2 separate regions of the Mus musculus genome follow, and region 1 is linked to region 2. A link is a contact called in public HiChIP or PLAC-seq data. All regions are on one chromosome and are shown on one strand. Each heading gives the region's core, a stretch centred on a gene start, on an enhancer-like site or on the middle of the called end of the contact. The rest is flanking DNA. Distances are from core to core; before and after follow the strand shown. Region 1 has its middle 27 kb from the start of Gm33532. Region 2 holds the start of Sox1 (SRY (sex determining region Y)-box 1).

Region 1 (5,761 bases), core at 2,757-5,256, 110 kb before region 2:
CAAGCCCCAGTTATATGTTCTCTTACATAAGGATCCTCGATGATGGCGTCCTTTCACAGCAATAGAGTAGTGACTCAGAGCTTTTAGAGTAGGGAGGGGTGAGTGTTGTTGGGATGGGTAAGAAAACTACAAAATGGTGCCTAATACAATAATTAGGATTAAAGGGAAAAAAACACTGTTGACTGTTAAATGAGAGTAAGTTTGCCTCTAACATTGGGTTTCTGCTTCAGATATGGCTCTTGATAGAAACCCACAAGGAACCACCCCGCACCCTTGGTCATTTTGACCTACCTTTCTCATGTGACTTAAAGCAAGTTTGCTCATTAGAATATCAGTTTTCAGAGAGAGGTGTCTTGTCTGCTGTGTATGAAGAAGCATGTCAAACAGTGTGCTCCAGTGTGCCGCTCTCATGTATGACCAGTCTTTACGCCACGTGTATGCAGGAGTTCTCCCAGGTCTGAAAGGAAGCCACCCTAGTAAGGCACTTAACTGTCCACTCAAGGTCAAGGGATACCCAGGGCTGATTTCTAAGGAGGCTCTGCAGAAGTCTGGTCCACTTCTCTCTTAGCTTCCTGGGTGTGGCCTTCCATCCTTAGCTCTCTGGCTTGTGAGTGTATCAGTCTCATCTCTGCCTCTATCATCAGCTGGGTCTTTCCAACTCTCCCTTTCTAGAATCCCAGTCATGCTGGATCAGGACCTTCTGCTCCACTGTGACCTCCTCCCGGTCAGCCACCTCTGCTGGGTGCTGTTCACAGCGCAGCCACAGTCTGAGCTTTGTGGGTGAGAGCCTCAGCGAATGGATTTTGGAGGGATTCAGTTCAGCCTCTAAGAAGAAGTGGAATTGGTGGGGATTAAGGACAGACACATTCTAGAGTGTGATGCAGGCTTCCTTTCCTGGAGACATCTCTGATCCTAGGCCATAGCTGGAGCTTGAGAGTACGCATGGGTACTCTCCTCCATGTGTGTAAACAATTCTTCAAGTGTGACCTGTTAAAGCTAACTTAACCATACCTTTCCTTAGAATATGGTAAGTATTTTCTGCCCATTGGTGACCACTCTGTAACAAGTACAGATTTGAGTCTGGAGGAGCAGGTTCTCGTGGCCCCACACAATGGACAGAGACATGTGGGTAGTTGCAGGAAGAGAGATAGTTTATTAAAAGAGAGATGCAGATGAGTATGCCCGTGCTTTTCTTGTGGACACCATTTTTCTTACATGAAGCCCAGATGGCGAAAGGCTTCCAGTCTCCTCTGAAAACCTATCTGAACTTGCTCCATCTGTCTTGGGAAGCCGAGGTGGAGAAAGCTTCCAGTCTTTGTGTTGTTTCTTGACTTTCCCTAACCCTCAGTTCCCTGGTAGGAGCCCCCACAGGCTAGTCTGTGGCTCACATCCCACAAGTGATGATGAAATTATTCCAAGTGGCCACAATATCCAGTGACCCCCAAGTCCTTCCTCAGGATGAGGGGAGCTTTAGACCTGAACAGAGGAGCCACAGCAGGGGGCAAGGCCATGCATAATTAAGCAGTGCTGACCAAGGCATGGTTCTTTTGTTCTCTCTCTGGTCTGGTCACTTAGGTCAGGGTCCTTCCCTGTCTCCTACTGTCCAAAAAGGTCTTCATCCTCCACTACCTTCCGGGGCAGCTGGGTAAGTGACAAGCGCTGAAGTATTAAAAACTCTGCACGTGTGGGTAAATATAAAATAATAAATTAAAAATTTAAAGGCTGCCGTAACCCCTAAACTATATTATCTGTCTGAACACGAACATGGGGAAGTCTCTCTGGCAGTGTCAGAAGTCCCTGAGATGCAATGCTGTGCCCAACTGTGTCTCTTGTTTATTCGTGGATGGGTGAGCCTAAAACTACACTGGTAAGAGAAGCTGTGCTTTCCCCGAGGCTCCAACAGACTGGCCTCGAGCTTCCCAACCACTGGCCTGTGGGTGGGATCTGGAATTCTGGGTGGGTTTCTTCTCTTTCTCCGCAGGAAGAAAAAAACCAGCTATCAACAACCGCAGTGGAATCTCAAGGCTGTTACTGGAGCCCTGCAAAGCTGGGCTCTTTTCTCTCTCTGAGGCAGGAAGGTGCGTTCTGAGGAAACAAATCAGCCAGCGCCCGCATTTGCATCTGAAAAGGAGGAAAACACGTGTGATTAATAAAAGACTCATCCAGCGTGGTGAATCTTACCGCTTACCTTTATTTTCCTATTTTTCTTTCTCTGCCTTTAAAAACATGTTTTCTCCTATGAAGTGAACATCCGTGAACACATTCTAACGGATCCTCTTTACAAAAAAAAAAAAAAAAAAAAAAAAAAAAATCCAACACAAAACACAAAAACCACGAGAGGCTTTGGCAGTTCCAACTTATAAAGTGGGCTGGAAGCAGTGTGTGGCTTATTTTTTCCCCCCAGTATTTTTTTAAATCAACTGAGAAATTACCTCTGGCGTTAGAAATAATGTAAATTAATTGATTTTTTTTTTTCAAAAGGAGAAATGTGAACAACCTGTTTGCAAAACCTTCCAAAACTAGGTTCTGTTACAGAGGAGCACACCCCATATTTTACATTTTAAGCCACCCAAAAAATATTGAATGAAGTTTTACAGATCATTTTCTAGAAAATATGGTAGATAATTGTCCTTTTATGAGAAATTAGAAAAAGATCCAACAAAACCTTAAATATTGTCACTGCAGAGAAAGGGTTCTTGCAAAGAACATAGTATAAGTCAGAATAGTGGTTTTTAGTTAAAATCTTCCATTTTATGTACAAATAAAAGTGTCCGTCTGATCACGACGCTTCCTGCACACAGCTGGAAGAAAACACCTTGCTTTCTCGTAACTCAATTTCTGTCCAAATTGTGCCCGAAAGCAGGCCCGCATTGTGCTGTTTATTAGCAACACAAAGAACGTCCCTCGCAGAGCTGGACGGCCCTTGAAGTGCTGCGACTCTCTGTGAGGAGCTGGGGTCTTACCGATCCAGGGGAGAGTTGAATACTAATTACCATTCGCTCCCGACCAGCTCCAGGCCTGATTACCCTGCTCAGGAGCGCTGGGCCAGGCCTGGCTAGCTTCTCATATTTTAAAATAAAACACAGCATAGTTTTTGTGTTCTCAGGGGAAGAAGAACAGGTTGCTGTCGAACATGCACAGAGCTGTATTAATTAATTAACCCAGAGGTTCTCATGGCTCTTACCAGACAAAATTTTCTTTAAAAAAAAAAAATTACCCTCCCAAATATACAAATAGAAACACACAGATTGCTAACTGAAGTCCAAATATATGTTCCTGAATGCAGGAGCTACACCAAGCAAACGTGCCAGCGAGTGGCCTCGCCTCTTCCCTGAAGTCTGCAAACAGGTGCTCCCTCCAACTCCCAATGCTTCAAATCTCAGGACTGAGGCTGCCTGGCTGCCCTGGCTGCCCTGGCTGCCCTGGCCTTCCTGGGGGCTGGTACAAGGCCAGCCCAAAGTCTTTGCCTACTCACACCTTGCTGAGCCAGTGCTGGAAGGAGGAACTGCTCTGCGTAGTTGTGACAGTCCTCTCTAAAGCTGGGTGGGTCTTTCATTTATGGAATTGTAGATTCCCGTGGAAGAAATTTTATTATGAATCAAATACGTCTGTGGGATAAAGGGGAGCCGTAGCTGGCCAGCACGGACGTCATAATCGTGAGACGCACGTGCTTCCAACCCACCTCTGCCTTAATACCCAGCAGGCCTGAGCGAGCACACAAGAAGAGTTTTCCTTTCTGCCAGCTCAGCTCAGCTCAGCTCAGCTCGGCTTTCCCAAGGCAAGCTTTAACACCGAAGCACTTGCTTCTCAAATAAACATAGGCAGGCACCCCCATGCTCTGCTAGGGGTGGCTCTGCTCCCGGACCCATTGTCCTCATTTGCAAAGCGCGCAGGGCTGGAGGGGCTGGGGGCAGGGTGGAGGTGTGCGATGATGTCAGAATATCCACAGCTGAAGAATGTCAACTCTCCTGCGGGCTGGGCCGGCGGGTGGCCCAGCGCAGGGCGGCCACTGGTGCTTTCTAGCTCCGCCCGGCATTCTTCTGGTCCGGTTCCCACCGACAGTCGGGGCGAGGGAGGTCAGAGTGGCCGAGACAAAAGAGACCCCCCGCTGCCGGGCTTGGCTGGGCTGTCAGCACCGCTAATTCAGGAGTCCACCTTTCATCTTCTAGATCCATTAGGGGTTAAAGAGAGACCCATTTTACAGCTGACAGGCTTGAAGGGGCGGAGGAGGGGGAGGGACGCAAAGCACCCTAAAATTTATAGCATTGAAGCCGTCTGCTAAAAATAGACCCGTGCAGGTTCTCTTTTCATCCCTCCCCATATAATGGGATATGTATCTGTGAGACAGCATAATAAACAGGCAATTCTTGGTCTCCCGGTATTTTCATATTGTGTGGTGAGAGGAAACTGGGAGAATGAATGCAAAACAGTGTCTCTTACTCCTCAGAAGGGCAAGCAGCGTGGCTCAGCCGCTCACCTGCAAGCCTTCGTCAGCCCTGTAGTCAAGAGGAAGCCAGCAGCTTCACTACGTAGTGTGGAAAGAGATCTGTCTGGTGACATCGGACCAGCGTGCTTGTGAGATACATGTGCATGTGTGCAAGATGACGGGAGGAAGAAGCAAGGAATGTTTTAAGGAATCTTCGTGTGTAGCAGAGTTTTCTCTGGTGACTCGCAATCTATCTCTCCTGAAACCAGTAAATGAATTAAAATGAATTAACTTAAAGCATTTTCACTGATGACGGACAATATGTTTCCCCAAATAATTCAGCCTAATTTCCTTTTAATCAGCATGACCATCACCTGCTGTAAAAAAGAATTTGTAACTGCGCTTAGGTGGTATTGAAGAGGAAGCTGGGAAGAGGTTTATCTCCCAGTGCAGTGATATTTATGAATAGGGGGGGTCATGTGTGCATGCAGGTACCTTCTGTGTGCATGTGTTCTCTGCAGGTGCTTCAGTGTGCACTGTCTGTGCCTGCCTAAGCACCTGTGTGTGGATGTGTCTGATTTGTGTGTCTGCTCCTTGTGCTTGGGAGTGATTATGTACAAGTATGTGGGTGGTGTGTATGTACAAATGAGGTTTTGTGTGCATGCATGCGTATATAAACTCGAGGCCCTTGTGAAGGTGTAGCTGTGTGTGGAGGCACATGCACTTATGTGTTGTTATGTATACATGTGCTACCTTGTGGGTATGCATTTATTTGCCCTCGTGGGTGCATCTGCAAGTGCACGCGTGCGTATACATGCGCATGCATTCATGTGTGTCGGGATGGGCAGTTCTGCCCAGGGAAGTATGGAAGGAATGGATATGGAACTTGGGTTTGCAGTGGGCATGGGTGCTATCGGGTGCTCTCAGCTGGTATGACCAGCTAAAGAAAGCAGCCCCGGGGGCTGAGGCGAGGACTCGGTCAGGAAAAGTGATGGCACTGCAACTCCAAGGTCCTGAGTTTGATTCCCACAACCCACATTCATTAAAAGATGGGCAGAGTGCAGACTTGTAAGGGCAGCACCAGCACTGGGGAGGCCAAGACAGAATCCCAGGGGCTGGATGGGGAGAGAGTGGCTGCTAAGTGAGTCCCAGCCTAGTGAGAGAAAGCTCCCGAGGTAAGACACTCAGCACTGTCCTCTAGCCTCCAGAGGGATTACACACACACACACACACACACACACACACACACACACACACACACACCTAGAGACCTAAACCTAGAGTCTGGTATTGTACTCAAATCTCGTTTAAACATGGGATTTTTAATTCGAGTTG
Region 2 (6,174 bases), core at 3,413-5,912:
ATTTAAAATGGAGAAAGTTTGTCTGTCTGGATCTGGCCTCGATCTTGAGAGAAGCCCCCCCCCCTCTGTATTGTTTTCAAATTAAGTCATTAGAGAATTTCTCCTTGTCTTTCACATCAGTAGAACCCAAAGGAAGGTGGCTTGAAAGCCTGGCACAAAGAGTTCTTGTTCACTGGGTAGAGCTCAAGTAGGGAGCACAAACCTCTGAAAGTCTTGGGGTGGGGGTGGGGGCTGAGCTGTCTGATACTAACAAGATGACTAACTTTATGTGGGGTGCTTCACTTAAAGTGGCCATAACTCCTATGCACTGAGCCCTGGTTTAGTTGCCCCCAGCCAAGGCACACCAGGAACTCCAGAAGCCCAGGCAAAACAGAGGTGAGTGTGGCCACCTTTGATTCTCCCTAAATAAAGAGCAGGGTGGTGTTGGGGGCCAGTCTGCAAAGGTCTTGGCGTTTTAAGGGGGAAGTGGGTTGGACTCTAAACACTCTCTAGAATTTCCCTGAGGCTATTGGGGCATTTCTTCCTAGACTGCCACAGAGTGTGGCCTCCCTCCTGGACTCCTAAGCGGTAGGCTAAGCAGCTCTAGAAACAACAAAGCAAAACCCTAAAAGAAAAACAAAGAAAGGAAAAAGGGAGGGGTGTTCTTTTATTACCTCATCAGAAAGCAGTGGGCGTCATTCTTGAATCTCTTGCAATCACTTTAAGGAATGAGGGGTTTAAGCAAAATCATTAAATGACTTTAAAAAAAATCACACGTGTCACTTGTAATATTAGCATTTATACTGAAAGATATTCTCCAATGTAGGTTGAGCTCTGGTCTTACTGAATTGCTAGATTAAGTCCACTTTTGAATGGCTAGTCCATATTCATTCCAAGAAAAGAAATTGGGAAAAAATCAGGGGAAAGGATGCTGAAAATAGTATCATTCCCCATCTGGACTTAAAGAAAATTTCCTTCAAAAATAGAATTTCATTCTAATGTCATGATTAATTTTAAAACATATTTGCTACAGTATAACTTTTAAATGCAATATTTAATGCTGTCAGATTACTTGAAGACAAAGTTTTACAGGGAACTTTAAATTCCAGGGGGGGGGGACCTGCAATATACCAATAAACACCTAGAAAAAATATAATTAAAAATATTTAAAGCATCAAACAACCTCAAGATCTGGTCAGGAATGATAAACACAGCATTCTGTGTTTACATTCCCTGGCAATCTGCATCCCGGTTCACACAGGAGAGAGTGTGTGTGTGTGTGTGTGTGTGTGTGTGTGTAAGAAAATCGGTAGAATTATGTTGGATTTTCCCAGAGAGGAATCGGGAGGGGATGGGATAAGACCTGGGTGAGAGACTCTGTGGTGGTGAGGTCTGGGTCAGGATTGCTTCCTTGAAGCACAGGAAGATAATTTCACTTACAATTCCAATTACAGAGAAATCAAAGGCACGCTGTCTTGGCGGTGGCTGTTGTCCCTATCCTTGGCCTTGTCCCACCACTGAGCACAACCCATCCTCCTTCTGAGACCCAGCTGCCTCAAAACTGCTACAGTATGCAAAAGGCAGAACCACAGGAAAGAAATGCAAAAAAAAATAAGCCAGGGCCATGGCAGTTAAAACGCTAAACCATTAGGAAGCATTTTGTAATTACTTCCCTTCTGTGTCAACTTGAACTCTACAAAATAATCTATGGAGTTTAAGATTTCTCTTTCCCCACCGAATAAAGTCACGGAAACGCTGCACTCCGCTTGGTGGGATTTCCTTACTCTTGGGCCCTGCAGATAATTTCTCCTCCAACAGATTGCTAATTGTATTTTGAACTCATAAAACATGCATATAAAATTAGCACGTTTCGATTTCACAGGGAAACGGGCTTTTCTCTCTTAAATGTATTGATTCAAATTTGATGCATTTTGGGGGTATCTCTCTTTGTTTTTTGCTTTTAGATGAAAGACTTGCAGGCTATGTACAACATCCGACTCCTCTTCCCCCCGTATCGCAACGCCTAAAATAAAAATGTCACAACGCATTTACAAGAAATAATACAAAACAAAACAAAAAATTGGAAATGCTCGGATACAGAGATTTACAAAACCCAGAATATAACTCCACCGTCTGAGAGGGGATTGCGGTATAAATTAACCAACCAACCCAAAAGAGCGGTAACAACTACAAAAAACTTGTAAATGTTTGGATCTGCCTTACTTAGATTTATAACAAGTGAGAAGGGCTCGAGGTCCGTCACTCGGCCTCAGGCAGAAGAGCTGGCGGGAAGTAAACCCCGGAAAAAGTTACAGAGCCGGCAGTCATACAAAAGTTGGCATCGCCTCGCTGGGTTTTTGTCTTTTGTCCTCCGAAGCCGAGAAAACGCTGTGTGCCTCCTCTGCGGACGATAAATACTGTACAAAAGGTCTCATGAAAACACCAAAGTTCAGTCTAAGAGGCCAGTCTGGTGTCAGCGCCTCGGAGTCCTGGGGAAGGTGATGGGGGCAGATGTCACCTGGCGCTCGGCTCTCCAGAGCGGCCTTTTATCGAGAGCGCGGGGACCTCGGTACAAAGTCGGGCTCTGGAGGCTGGGGCGCAGGCCTCGCTCTTCGTCGCCGGGGCGCCGGCCTTAAGCCGCAGTGTCCCCGGCGTCCCCGCGGCGCTAGATGTGCGTCAGGGGCACCGTGCCGTTGACGCCCGCGCCCGCGCCCTGGTAGTGCTGTGGCAGCGAGTGCAGCCGGCTTTGGGCCGCCGCAGCCGCTGCCGCCGCCGGGTCGCCACCCTCGCCGGCGGGCAGGTACATGCTGATCATCTCGCGCAGGTCCCCGGGACACGGTGCCCGTGAGTGAGCCGGGGCCGGCGGACTGCCGCTCGGCTCCGACTTGACCAGAGATCCGAGGGCGCCCAGGGCCCCCGACGACGCGGCTGCCGCGGCTGCCGCTGCCGCCACCGCCGAGTTCTGGTGCGCGCCGCCCGCAGCGGCGGCGGCGGCGGCCGCGGCGCCGTAAGGGATGCCGCCGTAGCCCGAAGGCGACGCGCTCATGTAGCCCTGAGAGTTGGAGATGGGGCTGTACTGCAGCGCGCCCATGTCGTAGCGGTGCATGGGCTGCGGGTTGTGAGGATGCGCGTGCGGATGGTGCGGGTGCGGGTGCGCCGGGTGTGCGTGCGGGTGCGCGCCGCCCGCGCCTGGGTGCTGCCCGTAGGCCAGCTGTGCCTCCTGCATCATGGCCGCGGCCGCAGCCGCCGCGGCCACCGAGCCGGGGTAGGCGCCGTTAGCCCAGCCGTTGACATGCGCGTAGCCTCCTCCCGCCGCGCCGCCTGGGCTCTCCAAGCGCTGGCCCACCGCCGCCGCCCCGACGCCCACGCCCACACCCATGGCCACGGCCGCGCCGCCGCCACCCGCGCCGGCCGCTAGCAGCCCGCCGGCCAGCGAGTACTTGTCCTTCTTGAGCAGCGTCTTGGTCTTGCGGCGCGGCCGGTACTTGTAATCCGGGTGTTCCTTCATGTGCAGCGCGCGCAGTCTCTTGGCCTCGTCGATGAACGGCCGCTTCTCGGCCTCGGACATGACCTTCCACTCGGCCCCGAGGCGCTTGCTGATCTCCGAGTTGTGCATCTTGGGGTTTTCCTGGGCCATCTTGCGCCGCTGTCCGCGGGACCACACCATGAAGGCGTTCATGGGCCGCTTGACCCGATCCTGGTTGGCCTTGGTGCCCCCGCCGCCGCCGCCGCCCCCGCCCCCACCGCCGCCCCCGCCCGCCCCGGCCGGGCCCGAGAGGTTCGTGGGCGCCTGGGCGCCGCCGGGCGAGTGCAGGTCGGTCTCCATCATCATGCTGTACATCTGGGCGGCTAGCGGGTTCACCGGTACCGCAAAGAGAGGGCCTGGAGCATAGACGGCCGGGTGGGGGTGGGTGGGTGGAGAGAGGATCAGCCCAGAGAGACTGGGGGGGGGGGTGTGTGTGCGGTGGGTGCCTAGCGGAGAGAAGGGGGTTGGGTGGAGGCCACAACAACAACAACAACAAAAAAGAGGCAAAAGCACACGCACTTAGCGCGGGTCCAGCTCGCAGGTGGAAAGTTTCTCCCGGTGCACAAACCACTTGCCAAAGAGGCCGATGGCCAGGTTGATTGCTGCCGTCCGGTCACTCAGGGCTGAACTGTGCAAACAGGTGCAGTCGTGGCCAAGTTGAGGCTCCACTTTCTGGGTCTGAAGCGGTGCCCCTGGGCCCGACGCAGGGTTCGCTGCCTCCTCTTGTCGGCTCGAAGTCTCCGTTCCTGTGCTGGCTTCCTTGGCGGCTTCCAACTCTGGGACCGCAACTTCTAGCAAGGCGGTGCGCCGCGTGCGCTGGGCATGTGCTGGTCCCAGGTGCCTGGGGGGAGCCAGGCGCTGAGGGGGACTCGGAGGGGGGTTCGGAGGGGGCGATCGCGGTGCAGCCAGGGAGGGGGTTAGGGACAGCAGTGGGAGTGCCAACGCGAGCAGAGAGCCAGAGAGCTGTGCCGCTGTGCCCAGGACAAGCTGTCCGCTGCCTGCCCGAGGCCGTGCGCTCGGAGCGGAGGCGCACGCGGGGCCGGTGGCGCGGGGGGCCCAGCAGCCATACGCCGGGCCCGGGCTGCCATTAAATGAGCGCGCCGCGGCCAATGGGAACCGGCGGCGGCGGTGATTTGCATGGCGCGCTGGCGAGTGACGTGGGGAGGGAGTAGATACACTGGGCGCGGGCGGCGGAGCAAGGAGGTGGAGGAGGAGAGAGGGGGGGAACAAGGGCAGGAAGGAGGGGGAAAAGGGGGCGCGGGGGGGCGGGGTCACAGCCACACTGCTTCCTGAGCGCGCGCGCGCGGCGGCGACGGCGGCGGCGGCGGCGGCGAACCCAGAGCTCGCCCCCTTTGCCTCTCCCCGCCCGCGCGCTCCGAATGATTAACGATTGGGTTGAAAACCCAGAGGAAGAAAGAATCGCTGTCGGGGGAGGCGGGGGGAATACAGCCCTGGGTCGTGTTTAAATGCGCTCATTGGAGACCCAGCTCCTCCCCTGTCCCCAGCCAGCCAACTCTGTGCCCGCTGGGAAGGGGAAAGTTGGAGATAGAGGCCTCACTTTGCACTCAGCTCAGCCGGGAGTGCAGAATAACAGCGGTGCGGGGGAGATCCTCCCGGGGGGGGGGGGCTTAGGCCCAAAGTACCTCTGCTGGGTTTCAGGCCAAGCGGGGCGGCTCAGTCTCTCCCACCCCTGGCGCTCGGTGCATTCTCAGAGCCTGCAAAGGCCTTTACAGATTCGGGATCTATAATTCGGGTCTCCGTGGCAAGAGGTGCAGCGGTTTTTGTGTGGTGCTACGCTCCTAGCTCCCTAATCTACCCCGAACTTTCTTGGGGGAGGGGGTGTCTTTTAATGGAGCGGAGTGTTATAGTCAGGTGCCAATTTACTCTATATCCTCTTGAATTTCTGCGAAGGTCAAAACCAAGATCTAGCTGGAATCTTGTTACTCCGACAGTAAAAAGAAGTTTGTGGAAACAGCAAAAGAATACCTACCTAGCCTATGCTTTTCTGAAGCGATTCTCCCAGAAGCTGTTTGCCAAAGGATTTTGAAAATCGTGTGAACTCGGGTTTGCGAGGGTGGGGGTGGGGTGCGGGCGCTGAAACGGAATTGGAAGGTCCAGTGACAGGGCCGCCTTTTTGTATGTTGTTGTTTTTGTTTCTTCGTATGTTGTGAAAAAGAAAGGGCAGTTCTGGGGATGATCAAGACATACACAAATGGCCGTAATCCATGAATCTCAGAACAAATATGATTCCGGGATGTATAAGAGATTTCCAACCCCACCCCAGGCTACTTGGGATCAGACCATCATGTCCAAAAAAAAAAAGGGGGGGGGAGTTATTGTAAAGGCTTCTTCCAGAAAGACCTTTAGAGTCTACAAGTTCTTCAGATATCCTGGGGCGGGGTACAGAGGGGAGAGGATAGAGTTTCTACTTCTAAGATCTAGGTGCTTCGGGAGGTTGCTGGTGGGTAAAGCAAGCCTGGTCAGATGCCTGCAGACCGCCTCGCGTGTAATCCAGAGGCTCTTCTGATGACAGATAACCCGGATAATAGCAAGAATACAGGTGTTCCAATATGTTGGACGGTGAACATATGACAGCCCCCCCCCCCACTAACAAAAACATCTGAGGCTGTGAATTTCCTGACGCCGTTGCTCCCTTGCTATGATTATTA

What was found. HiChIP or PLAC-seq counts read pairs in DNA pulled down with a chosen protein or histone mark.
Region 1: a contact with region 2 is called in an H3K4me3 HiChIP or PLAC-seq map of embryonic forebrain, with 4 times the contacts expected there. The contact joins the enhancer-like site here to the promoter of Sox1 in region 2. A contact is called at or near these places in 6 of 39 promoter capture datasets (embryonic stem cells, epiblast stem cells, frontonasal cranial neural crest and 2 more), 1 of 15 datasets of contacts at CTCF or cohesin (stem cell-derived epiblast-like cells), 23 of 484 Hi-C or Micro-C datasets (B cells, LSK cells, cortical neurons and 7 more), 27 of 115 datasets of contacts at active chromatin or transcription factors (SST interneurons, craniofacial prominence, embryonic basal ganglia and 13 more) and 2 of 9 other capture datasets (embryonic stem cells and pancreatic islet).

Annotation. Positions count from the first base shown.
Region 1 is chr8:12,500,711-12,506,471 of GRCm38.p6, reverse strand. No RefSeq gene overlaps it. Among named protein-coding and RNA genes, the nearest start is that of Gm33532, 27 kb to the right of the region's middle. Within about 2 kb of position 4,006, at least 52 of the 459 cell types and tissues checked have an H3K27ac peak or open chromatin away from gene starts, as enhancers often do. A contact at or near this core is called in SST interneurons, cortical neurons, differentiating embryonic stem cells and 7 more, where this site is marked.
Region 2 is chr8:12,394,007-12,400,180 of GRCm38.p6, reverse strand. Sox1 (SRY (sex determining region Y)-box 1) reads right to left here and starts at 4,662. Exons shown (of 1, transcript NM_009233.3): 1 at 626-4,662. The coding sequence starts at 3,820. The coding sequence ends at 2,645. All of the region lies in intron 1 of Sox1ot (Sox1 overlapping transcript), which reads right to left.